Regions from separate parts of the Drosophila melanogaster genome. Here region 2 is linked to region 1. A link is a contact called in public Hi-C data. All regions are on one chromosome and are shown on one strand. The core of a region is the stretch at or near the end of the contact, and the rest is flanking DNA. Distances in the headings are between cores, read along the strand shown.

Region 1 (6,667 bases), core at 1,916-4,415:
ACTGCACGCGCATTTTCCCGGGCATTGGGCCTATTTCTGTCCCTCCGGCTACATTGTCTACAAGTCGAGTAGTCGCCGGCGCGCATTTATTATCTCCCAATAGTAATGACACTGACGAGCCATACTCTATTTGACTAGCTGCAAAGTGCAGCAGCAGCAGCAGCAGGCAGGCAGGCAGGCGAAAAAAGTCATTACTTTGCATTTAGACCAGCTGATAGCAGCCTCTTATCAACTCCACATGTGTCCTCCTCCCAAACTGTAATAGATTCTTTTCTTTTGTGCTCGCCCAGCAGAGCTTCCTCTACACAGCGCGCAAAAGTTGAGAGCGAAAATTTATGAAACATATTATACAAATTTATCGTTATAAAGAAAGCGACAGAAATTTTAAATTACGTTGAAATGTATTACAATTTTTTTGTTGTATTGAATCCGTTGCTTTTTAAAGCTAATTTTTATCAAAGTGAAAAACATTTTATTTATTTATACTTGAACCCGGACCATTTCTAAGAAAAAATCACTAAGTACGAAAAAAAACGACGTTATTAATTGAAACTGATACAATTATTGTAAGTATCTACTAAATTTGATTTTGATCTGTTTTTTTTTTTTACCGTGTACAACAGCAAGAACAAGTGAAACGGACGGACTTGGGCTGAATGGACGGGCGGACGACATGTATTCATTACTGTTTCCGCAGCGATAAGCAATAGACGACGGCATCTCCATCTATGAGTACTCCGCAAATGAAGCTCAGCCCGGCACATACTCATTTCATTATATTGAAACAATTCACGATTGCAGTACGACGAGTAGTTCAAGTTGCGGGGGTGATAGTGAATGGAACTACGACGACAAAACAACCGAAACAGAAATCGTTCGCTAATGATAAATTTCTTTTAATTTCTTGGAAAACTTCAATTATCATTATCGCCACCCAAGACAAAACAACTTTGTAGGACAGCGAAACTTCTAAGTTATGAACAGAAATGTTTCCTGAATGCCAGATATAGTCGCAGTCGCTTATCAAAAAAAACCATGTAAATTGATATATTCGAACACAAAAAGTCACTAAAAATTGTCTTTCTCCCAAAACGAGCACGTAACTGCCAAGATAAAAAGCCTTGAAAGCTGCCTTTTCCTTTCGGCACTAGAGGGTTTGTTTGATTCGGTCGTATCGGTCGTATCTATTTGGCAAAGTTTTTTTTTTTTTGTTTTTCTATTGAGTAATGCCATTGGGTTCGGCAATCCAAGAACGTCCTCCACGAAAATGAAACCAAAACTGTGATTCTGGGTGTGTTGTATATTACGGTGTCTGATGTCTGGAAGCCGGGCAGTTCGATTAGATTCTGGTTTGTTTTTTTCACTATACGGTTATTTTTTTTTTTTTTACATTCGAAATTTTGGTGGTGCGGTGAGCGGACATTTTTATGAGGTGGCTTGGGACAGGTTTGATCGTAGGCCAGTTTGTCGGTGATCGGTATTCTCTCAGGTGATCGCATACATATACATATAAATGCGAACCACTTAATATGCAGAGAAAGAAAAGAAAACTGGCTAAATTCCGTGGGACCCTGGAGATCGAAATTCGTTTCTTCATTTTCCTTTTCTCAAATCGATCATCATACTTAGAATTCAGCTCATGAATAAGTTCACGTTTTTTCTCCCCAACTGATAAGCTTAATGTGGGTCATTAAAGTGTTTTTCTTTAGATTTTTTAAAATGCAATTTCGTTTCGTGGAAGCACGACTCTTGCATGTTTAAAATGTACACCGAAATGACTTAATAATCGTATTGAAGATGTCTCTGTAGTCAAAGATCGAAGTTCAAGGAGTTCACCAAGTTTAGTTGGGGCATTGCCACATAAAATTTAGTGAGCTATAATATACATATAAGAGCTACCAATGTATATCTCGGACATTTTCTTATCGTTGCGTTCGAGTTGTCGGCTTTAACTTTCACATACTCGTATAGCCCATATCAAGCATACCTGCTGTAATAAAAGCTCTCAAGTATCAATGGTTCTGTTCTGACTGATATAATATGGGGGTACAAGTTGCTTTTCGCATTTTTAATTGTGCTCGGGAGTGGTAATTTGAACACTTACCGGATCTAAGTCGGAGTCCCATATATCTTTGAGGTCGCCATCGTAGAATTCCATGGTTGGCGCTAGTCAGATGCGCTCTAAGAACTCTTTTAGTTGTTTTTTTTTTATTGCGGTTCGGGGATGGTGTGGTATGGTTTAATTCGGTTCCACTCGGTTGCAGTCACACTAATTTTTCTACTTTAACCCACTTAAGAACTGTCTTCTTATAATTTTTGTAGTTTATGGTATTATACTATTATTTTTATACGATTTTGCTGACTGAAAAGTGGCTCTTTCTCCGCTCTTTCTCTTTCTTTATACTTTATCTTCTTTATTCCTCGTGCGCTCTTCTACCTCTCTTTCTCTTTTATTTTTTACTTTACTTTTTTTCCGTAAAGAACAGTTCTGGGTGATGACTGTTGGTTGCTTCTTTATAACACTTATTAAGGGGAAACCTGTTGCTTCCAGAGAATGTTTTCACTTGACATTGTTATAGTCTGCGTGTGTGTGTGTGTGTGTGACTTTTTCGTTTGTATGTGTATACCGGGCATTCATTCGTATTGGTTGTGGTATTTGGGGTGTATCTGTGTACGGATCTAACTTGGTTTACAACTGTCGGCTGGATTTAACTTGTTGCATGCGCTTTTCTCGTCGGATTATATTTGGCGTTAACATTAATTGAATTATTAACTTTTTTCCCGATTCGGAAACGAAACACTCGATTTTCATAGAAAATAGTTATTATATGTATGTTTAGATTCAACGTTGATAACCATATAATTTTAGTTTATTTGATTTTTCTTTTCGCTGTACTGTGTTTTGGACTCGATTACGATTTCAATTGATTTAATTGAATTTTTTGATGTGTTTTGTGTGTGAATGGGCAGTAAACCGCTTTAGAAATGGCTTTGCTCGGCCCGTGTATAATAGCATTTAATATGTGTAGTTAATATCGTTAACTTTAGCAATAATATTTGTATGTTTGGATGTATGGGATGGTAGCACACAATTAGAATAAACTGTCCGTAGTGCGACTGCAGCCAAAAACGGTACTAAACTAAATGTCGGTGAAATTCTTGTGAATGCGAACGAACGAATCGAAACGTCAGTCCTCTGCTGACGTCGCTGCCGCCGCTCAGTCGCTCTCTTTTCCGCTACAACGCTTTGTCTCTCTTCCGCACGTATAGCGCTCTCTTTCCGTCTATCTCTTTGTCTCTCTCTCTCTGCGCTTATAATGCCGGCAATTTCAGAATTTCATACAGAAAACCTCGAACAATTGATACTTTTGTAATAAAAAAAATAACAAATTTAAATTAAGGATATGATGAATTGATGTTTCCTCATTAAAATGAGAAGAGAAAAGGTACAATAAATGGCCTAAATATACTCTTTCAATTTGAAAAGATCGCTACAAAATAACATCGTATTTCTAATATCCTGTGTTAATAGTGTTATTGATTCGTTAATCTACGGGAAACGTTTGGGGTTGTTGCTTTTCGTTCCCAAAGGTCAACTAATCACATACCTTATGTTACATTTGCTATAGTTTAATTGAATTTATTGACTTCTTAACGTGTTTGGGGTAGTTGTAACTGAAGACTGAAGCCGTGTACTATACATTTCAAATATTGTATTCCCATGGTTCTTGGCCACCAATCTACCCTTGATACTGTGTAACATGCGGGTTAGCCGGCATCGAATCCGAATCCAAATGCGATAGTATCCGACTCTCTCCCGAAAAGCGTGCTCTTAGTGAAACTTTCACGCTCTTTGGGGTTTCGAGAAGTGAATGTAAGTTGATTGTCGTAAGCCGGCTTTGACGTCGTTTTGAGACCGGAGATCGGAGACCAGGGGCCCGAGATTTGAGATTTGAGACCCGGAGCCGCATAGGAAAGGAAAACAAGTTTCTTCCGACGCTATGGGCTGCGTCGACGTCAGCGTTGCGGCAACATTTGTTAACCTGTTTTTTATTATAGATTTTGTGTTGTTGCTGCGAGTATTTGATTTGGCCCGAATGCACGATGGAATAGGACGGGGGGTGTACCCCGCTCTGCAACCAGACCCGACTTTGGCTGCTGCCGCTTGGTAACACTCGCTCCGTTGATCTTGTCAACTTGACCAAGTTATTTGAACTATGCACATGTGCAGACCATAGAGAGTCGGGCCATTCCAACACAGGCGGGCCAAGCCGAGTCATTTGAAGGCTGTTTGCCGGAGCTGGGAGCCAAGAGTTTTGTTCGGAGATCTTTGAGAGCCAGAGCCTATGGATATGGATATGGCTGTGGGGATCTTTGGGGCCTGGCCTGGACTTATGCTGCTGCTGCTGTCGCTGCTGTTGCTGCTGCTGCTGCTGCAATGCTGCGACGACGGCGACGACGCAAAGTGAATGTACTTTCAAACCAAAGATCCGGTTTAAAGCTGCCCGGGCAACAGATACAGCGCAGACAAACGACGATGACAACGGCGATGTTTTCACAAAAACGCTTGTGTAATACATATGGAGAGGCATAGGTATATGACTATAGCTCCGTGCTCCGTGCACGTCATGTATACCCCCGCTGAAAATATACACACAGCTCTCGGCCACTAATTTCTTGTTTGTTGACGTGATTTTATTGTATTCATTTAAAAATTTCAAATTTGAAAATCCCCAATATGGCTTACACCACATAGTAAATTGGCTGGGCCAACAAGACGCCTCTGAGAGGGATCAGATCATTGGTGCGCCCTTCTTTTTCGTCGCTGAGTACATTGATTTCTCCTTTCGTTTGGTCGTAGTGGATTTCCCTGAATTATGACACAGATATTTGTGCGCTGTATTCGATATAGAGAAGAGCGTTTTGTTCGCACTCACTTCCAAAAACATTTCGTTACACTTTCTAATTGGGAAAAAGGTTAAGATGATCTTGTCAAAGTTGATCGATTCCATGGCTTCACATCAATTGACTCTCGGTGTCAATTTAAGAGGTTTATGGTAAATTTGCAAGGGTAGCCTTTCCCTTCTTGTTTCAAAATTTTGTGTATATACGCGCACATACTTGAATCACAATCCCATCAACAACATCATCAATGTGCATTGTGAGTGTATAAACAGCCCCATGAATCGACTAAGTGTGCGAGTGTTTTGTATTTTACACGGAGAGAAAGAGGACATTATTGATAATTTTACTTAACATCAAGATCGAAAGATCTGAAAGCTTAATGTACAGTTTGTAGTTTTGATAACAAATATATATGAATTAATAAAAAAGATTGTGAGCCAGGGTGGGATTTGAGCTCGGACAACATGCCTATATTGATTGTCGAATCGTTTCCGTTAGTAAATAACTTCACTTTATTCACTTTTTATTCACTTTATGGAAATAAAATATTTTTTTAAATTAGATTATTATATTAGATTTTTAAATTCAAAGTAGTGTGATCAGATCAGTCCTATTCTATTATGCAGCTTGGTGTAGAGTTGAACTTCGTTTCAAATGTCAAAGTAATATTCAAAATCTAGTTCTATCTATTCGATCGTGTTATTTCAAAATAATATTACCTGTAGATCCACGTCTTTTTGGCTGTGAAGATTTCTTGTTTATTTTAAATGATGATATCATTGCGATTTAGATAAGCTTCTGTTTTCCTTGCTGTTTAATAGCGTTGAATGTTTGAATGGTTAATATGATGTTTTTTTAAATATGATTTTTGTTTGTGCACTTTAAATCCCTTTTTTTTCAAGTGTACATTAAATTTCATTTACCAGTCGCGAGACTGTGTGTAATAATTCGTCATGCTGGCCGCATTTGAACCCGCATAGCTCGCTGCCGCAGTCTGCGTCTCTGGCCTCTGGTGCTTGGTGTTCACTGTTCGGGGTTTCTTCTCGAGCCGGGCCGGGCCGGGCCATTCCCAATGTTTTTCGTACCCCGAGCCCAACCCCAACACCGCCCCTAATTTGCAAGGCAGCGAGATAATGCGCGCCTCTCTTAACTGTTCTCTTAGTTTGCTTGCCGGATTCGATCGCTCTCTGCGGCTTCAAGTGGATTTTACAGTTATATAGTATATATAGAAAGAGATATTGTATCTTATGGGTTATGGCTGGCACAAATACTTTTCGCCACCGACGACAACGCTTTTTCGTGCATTTTTCTTTATTCTCTTTTAATATTATATATATATATTTTATTTGATTTGTGAATCACGGCAAACAGACAGTTGAGTTGTGGATAAATGGGTGTGTTTTTGCGGGAAAATTAGAGATACAGCTCAGTTGGTGCTGGAAGATGTATGTAGGTGTCTGTTTGTCCGCTTTTCCCCCGCCTGTTTATCTGCCGTAATATTTTAATTTGCACTCGAGATTTCTTTTAGAATATAATTTAGCGTTATGCCAGAAAATTGTGATTAGATTCCTTCGCTGTCATGCCGCTGGGGTTGATAATTTACTAACTTCCTCCTATGAATGAATGTTTGTTATTGCGGGTTCCTGTTATCATTCTAGATTTGCCCCAACGAACACATAAAGACTATAAATATCTGCTACCACGGCTTAGAGCCGTACAATATTTTAATTTCGAGGATTTTAAAGGCTCTGTCTAATAATCT
Region 2 (6,667 bases), core at 2,334-4,833, 510 kb before region 1:
TTGTTTAACGCGCACCTTTGTTGTTGCATTCAATGGAAATTACACAAGAGGATGGGGCAAAAACTAAGAAATACGATAGGAGAAATTAATATTTTGCAAATGCTTTATTTAGAGCCACCAGCTGCTGGGCTACATAGTGTTAAGCAAACACATTTTCATATCAATTAAAAACACTTGCGGGCATTTTAGCAGCCGCTTGTTTTTTTTACACTTTGTTTATCATTCTCCCTTTCGCGCTCTCTCTCTCTCTCTGCCGCTCACACACACTCATGCAGTTAGGGCTTGCATACGGAGAGCGCGAATGGCTGAGCCTGCATGTGTGTGTGTTACCAATTTGACATAAATTCAACAGCCGCGACGCTGACGTCGCGAGTAAATAGAACAAAAATGGAAACCGCGTATTTTTTCACGCACTGAAATGCGATGATTTTATGTAATTTGGCAGGATGGCGGTATTGCACAAAATCCTTGCAAATGCGAGTGCACTTATGTAAAGGCATTTTTACATCGCCCCACATTTTACATTCCACTCCACACTCACACACACATTCACTCGCCTCGCACACAGACGCAACACATACACACGTATGCCGCACACGCACGTAGAGAAAAATGGATTGCAGTAGAAACTTTTCACACACACCGAAAGACCAAGCGAAAAACGCACCTTTCCCGCGAAATTCCCAGAACTTTCAGTGCTCTCTGGGCTTTAATGGCTGCAGGACTCTCCGCTGAAGCGCTCCTCGTCCGCGAGGCACTGGTATTTCACTTTATTTTGCATATTTTCGGTGGCGTTCAAATCGAATTTCATCCGCACGAAGTTCACAGACCAAAATTTTTTGACGATGTGAATCGGAGGGCAATGCGCGGTATATTTAGCACTCTTTTCGCCTGGTCACACTAACGCCGCTCACAAAATTGTAGATGGCGTCTTAGTTATGTTAACACTTAGCAGTGCTGTTATGGACCGATATTTTTAACGATGTTAATTAAACTATCAATATTATTTTAGGGTATTCGTAATTGTTCGTCTTATTACTCCATTCGGGAGAAATGCGTTCTTTTTGCATCCAATTCTTTACATTTAGTTCAAAAATAGATGCGGCCATATCTATCGATATATTTGATGTGCCTCAAAAACACATACAATGCAATTTTCAAACAACTTTTTAAATATATTAATACCGTTTCTAATTTTATCTATATAAAACACAAAAAGGAAAAAGAGGATACAACAGAATCAATTTACTTTCAAACTCAAAAAATGCTGTTTTTGGTCAACTTCTCTAATTGTGGCTTCCCTCAATTGTTTGTATTTATTCCTGGTTTGATACTAAGAATTCTCGAAAGTTTATTAAACCGAAACAACAAACAATTGATGTTAAAATAAATTTCCAAACTGATCAAAGTATTTTGTTTTTACTGGGAGTTCTCGGTATGCCGAAGGTTCTTCTGTTTGTTCCACTAATTTTTTTGTCAAATCAAGACAAAATGTTAGGGGCTCTAATTCTGATGAATCGAAATAAGCTCAGTTTTCGCGGTGTTACTGGACCGGGTAACAGACCCTTGTTCTATAAGTGGCTCAATTTTGTATATGTGTTATACCTGAACTACCGTTTCGATTTCCAAACCGTTTTATTCGATAAATGTTGGTTGAAAACGCTGCTGACGGCCTAGCGTAGACTTGATCCCACTGATGCATCTTATCGATATCTTTTTAGCGCGTATCGATACATCAGCGAGCCAAGCACCTTGAACAGTGTGACCCCATTTAGCATTTATTTAAAACTACGACTTCGTGTGCTGACAGTTGTTTGTTTTTGAAATTTTAATATATTCAGAAATATAAATAGCTTGCAAAATAGTTATTAATTAAACTTAAAAAAGTTTTAAAAAAAACATTCCAGTTTAGAGACGCACAGCTGGAATAGCCAACGAAAGTGCGGACATCCCACCCCCAAAAATAATTGCGCATCGCTTGGGCGGCAAAAAACTATTTCGACCGTTCCGCCCCGCTAGTTCTCTCTCTTTCCCCCGCCAGCACCCTCTCGCTCACTAGAAAGCCAAGCAAAACAAAACAAAACGAGAACGCAGAACCGACAAAACAAATACCTATAGGAAAGTGAGCTATATAGGCACATAGCTTTGGCGTAGTCGTTGCACGGCATTCAAACCCACCAGTCGACGTGAGCACAGTTGTGTAAACATTTTATACAGCAAAACTTATTTTAAGTGATTTTATAATCTTATCGTGGTGCGATAAGAGGTGAACGAAAACAATTAACGATTTGGTGGCCGAAAAAAGGCATTAAAAAAACCAATGATAAACTGATACGTTATCACTGTTTAAAATGTCTCTGGTAAGTAAATATAAATATGTGTGTTCAATCTTCCCGCGGTTTATAGAAAAAACAAAATGGGTTTACTTTACTATACTTGAATTATGCTGCATACAAATAGGCGCCGCCTGTCTACCTTTCTCTCTCCAACACGCCTTTTTTCATTCATGTCCTTACCCCCACATAAACAGGGACACGACCATTATCCCTCCCTCTCTCACTCTCTCTCTCTCCCCCTTTCTCCCTATCTCGCTCTCCGCTCTCTGGCGTTTTCTAGTGATTTCTAAAACAATCTGGAGGCCGAGATACACATGTACATACATACTTAGGCATATGTCAGGATCCCGTCTTATCTTATTCGCTCTTGTGCTAGCTTGTCATTTTGAGGGATGGGTTGGAATGAAATCTGTCTGTCGCACATGTTTCTGCCTGGATATTAACTAAGATTGTACCTTTTATCTCCGCCGATGCTGAGCTCATTCGCATCGCATTTCATTCATGATGAAATCAACACCACCCCCATGCTGCAAAACCCACCCATTCGTGGAACGCGTTTACTAGCTAGAATTTTCCAATTTCTAATTACCGCTCAATGTCATTTCCATTTACAGCGCTGCGTAGGTTCCTATGATTGATGGGGTTTTGCCTATAGCATCAGTTGCTTACCTCACTTATTTTACTAGAACGAAATTCATATATCCTCGCTGCATTCTGTTTTGCGTCATTCATTCGTGAGATATTTGTTTAAAACAACTGTCAACTGGCAAGTCTAATCTATACCTAGTAACGGTGACTAGATGGTTTCACAGGAAATTAGGTCACTTGAGTAATGTCATAACCTCTCAAATTCCTTACTTCAAATAGTAGTTCACTGATGAGTTCACTTGGTGTTCCCCTGAAAATGATGAATAAAATTATTTTTGAGTATTTATCCACTACACCATAAACTTAAATATACAATATACATACATCCTTTTTGAGGCTCCATCATTTGACAGCAAAAGATCCGCGGGACACCTCAGTTCGGTAGGCTCATTATTGGATTGTTCCACACATCCACACACCGAAAATATCCTGACAAAGGATCGACGGCAGCTGGCGTCGTCATGTGCCGCGCGATCCTTTCACTGGAAGCGTGCACAATAAGGATGAGGACCCTTGCCCCAGGAGCAGATGTTGCTGGCTCCGCTTTCGGCGATCCTCTGATCGGTTATTACCTAGTTGCTGCAGCTGCCGGCACACGTCCACAATTGTCGATCCAGGTGCTTTCTTTCCTTCCTTTTTTTTTGGCCCTGAATGGAGCAGGTAAATACATGGTGGCTAGAAAAGGGACCGACAGGCAGCACATGTTATAAGCAATGGGTAGTGGCTAGTCTAATCGAATCGTGCCCAACGCGTTGTTATGACACCTTTTGCCAATCGCCGCACAAATGAATGAAGAGAATACAAAAATGGCAAACAGGTTTTCAGCTCCGCTGCAGTTGGCTGTTAATAAAAAGCCACAAAATATAACATAAACAGAATCAACTGTAGAGTATAGCTTTTGAAATGTAATATGAGGAACTTAGGAATTACAAAGTTGCAGCAATCTTTTGACACGCTCCTTAATATTTATCTTAAATGAATATTATACATGCATATATAGATAAAATTAAGGTATATCCCTATTGAGTCATACTTGTTAATGCTGGCATGGTTTCATTATTAAAGCAACAAAGTGACTCAAGTTGTTTGAAATAGCTTAAACAGCTGTCAACACATTAAGTTAAAACGCTGTAGGCTATTTTAACTGTGCATTAAAAGCAGCACCAACAAGAACAGGGCGGTTGCAACAACTTTAAAAGGCCTTGCAAGGCCGTTTAGCTCCAAGCCCGCGGATTTTTCAACTAAAACTTGTCCGGCGACTCGAGACCCAAACTCTGCGTGGTCAGCGGAGTGATCTTTTGATGCTGAATATGAAATGAAAACCGAAGTGCCTCTGGCAGCATCCGCAAATAGAATGCTTGTATAGACGCCACATTTTCGCTTAATTTACAGCAGAAGACCGCCTGCAAACAGTGTCGACTTGCAACATGTCAAAGTCGTCTAGACTTCGCATTTATAGGCAAATTTCTCAAATGCGTCGCGACATTTTCGTGGTAAATTTAGCAGCGTGTATTTATAAAATTTGAAAAGTTCAACCCGTTTGCTTGCGGACGCCATATACACATGTCGCGCACTGTAGCCGGGCTGTTTTCCATAAATGATTCAAACTTGGCAATCTTTGTTTATACAGTATCAGAACGTGTTGGCATTTCCCCTGCCAAATATATATTCATAACTCAAAGGGGCTTAATCAGAAAAGCTTGGGACTTCGTTTAAAAATATTTTACTTATTGATAGTTCATTGCAAATACTTTGTTCGAGGCAAAAACGTCAATTCAAGAAATATGTTTGTAAATTTCATAATATAAATATATTCAACAAATACTTTAAGAATCCCTAGTGGTTTCTTCGCATTTATTAGTTTTTATCAGCCATTTTATCATGTCATATACTAACTTATGTACATAAAATTGCGTAATATTTACTGTAGCAATTACTCAGCCTTGTACTGTGTGCAAAATATATATATTAGAACCCCGCCCCAGGGAACCCTATTTTCTATAACCTAAAAGCGAATCAAAAAGCTGACATTTTAGAAGACATAGAAGAAATTGACTCAAAATAAGGCATTGCAATTGAAGTTGTAAATCTTGTTCTTTAGTTTTTGGTATAAGGACGGATTCATCATTAATTCATCATCATTAGATTGACACTTCTAGTGTCTTTGGTTTAACCTGAATCAGGCTAGTACGGGACCGAGTACGGGACAGAGCCTGCACTTTGAGATGTTCTCTTAATTTTGTTTTTTGTTTTGCTCTTTTCCATACATAGCTTTTTGCATAGCCGATTTGTTTAAAGCTGGCACTCCGCCAGCCAAGCCGTATCATTAAAAGCATTTTTTCGTTTAAAAAAATAATGATCGGAATTCGAAGGCATAATAATCTACCTTTTTTGATATGTGGACTTTGTGAAAGTTCCAGCTGCTCCTTCCTCCTCGCCACAATGAAGGAGAGACAGACAGACAGAGTGAGAGAGAGTGAGAGAGAGGTGGAAATGCGGTGCATTGACACGCGCGCGGCGCATGCTCTTCGCTCTCTTGCAGGAGGATAAAAATCAATGATCCTGGCTGCGGTGTCTGCGAGTGCGAAAGGGATAGCCATACAGGCAACAGTAGTACGTCTATTACGATTTACGTATTAATACTAGTCGTAGTACAACAAAATTATGCACTTGCATTTGTCCATTTTTATTAATTGTTCAACTTGCCCACAATAAAAAGCCAGACTGTTTGATTCTAAACAACGTTTATGGGCCCCGCCTTCACTAAAAGTGGCTAAATAAAGTTTCAGTAATAGCAAGAAAATTAAAAGTGCGGAAGGCCGAATGAACAACTGCATTGAACATTCCACTCACCAAAGCTAGGCAGCTGAGAGAGGGTGTCTGTCTACCTCTCTCGTTGGCAGTTCTGAAAAAAATAACCTTAAATGTTTACAGAATTAGCGTGAAGCCGAGGGATTCGAAATCGACTTCGGCAGCGCTCGTCTCGTTGCTTCGTTTCAGTTGAATGTCGAATCTCGGCCCGTATAGACACAATGGACAACTCGCTTTGAGCGCTGTCTCGATTTAAATTTATACATTTAAAGTACAAAAAAAGTATTCCACGGTACTGAATGTGATAGTTGGCTTTGTAATTGTAGGCGATATAGCAGCAGCAACAACAAAAGCAAATACAGAGCGTAGGAGATAACAGAAAACGTGTTATTGTGTTTTTCCGTTCGTGTTCACGGAAAATCAATAGTGATTGTGAAAGCGCATTATTTACACGATTAACAAATCGTCAAATCTCAACGCAACGGAAATTTTCCAGTGCAAACTTGAGTTTTTCAAGAAAAAGAGAAAAGCCGTCAAGGTGAGCCCCAGTTTTATAATCTAGTATGGTATTTTGTGTACCCCAAGCGAAAAATAACCCCAAATTAACGAAAACGTGTCATCAGAAGGCAAAGGCAACAGCTAAAATATATTTTGTTTGCTTTGCTTGTATCTTTACTCGCACACTCACACACACACTATATATCAGTAAAAAAAAAACCACACAGGCGCACACGATCATACGAGTGCCCACAAGACAAAGTTGTCACATGTGGTTTAACTGCATTTACGTTTCCATTTGTTATTAATAAAACGAGTATACATACTTTTGCATCAGTATACATACTTCTGCATACATAAATGTAAATTACCAG

Evidence for each region. Hi-C and Micro-C count contacts between places; a contact is called where the count stands out from the background.
Region 2: a Hi-C map of the Kc167 cell line shows a contact between it and region 1, with 1.6 times the contacts expected there. A contact is called at or near these places in 2 of 107 Hi-C or Micro-C datasets (the Kc167 cell line and eye imaginal disc) and 1 of 7 datasets of targeted methods (the Kc167 cell line).

Annotation. Positions count from the first base shown.
Region 1 is chr3L:15,531,893-15,538,559 of dm6, reverse strand. CrebA (Cyclic-AMP response element binding protein A) reads right to left here and starts at 3,165. Exons shown (of 6, transcript NM_206374.2): 1 at 2,105-3,165. The coding sequence starts at 2,158.
Region 2 is chr3L:16,046,151-16,052,817 of dm6, reverse strand. lncRNA:CR43951 (long non-coding RNA:CR43951) reads right to left here and starts at 3,583. Exons shown (of 2, transcript NR_073940.1): 1 at 3,309-3,583; 2 at 2,515-3,234. Diap1 (Death-associated inhibitor of apoptosis 1) reads left to right here and starts at 1,784. Exons shown (of 2, transcript NM_001274989.1): 1 at 1,784-2,360. It overlaps Mbs (Myosin binding subunit), which reads right to left and starts at 859. Exons shown (of 18, transcript NM_168648.3): 1 at 668-859.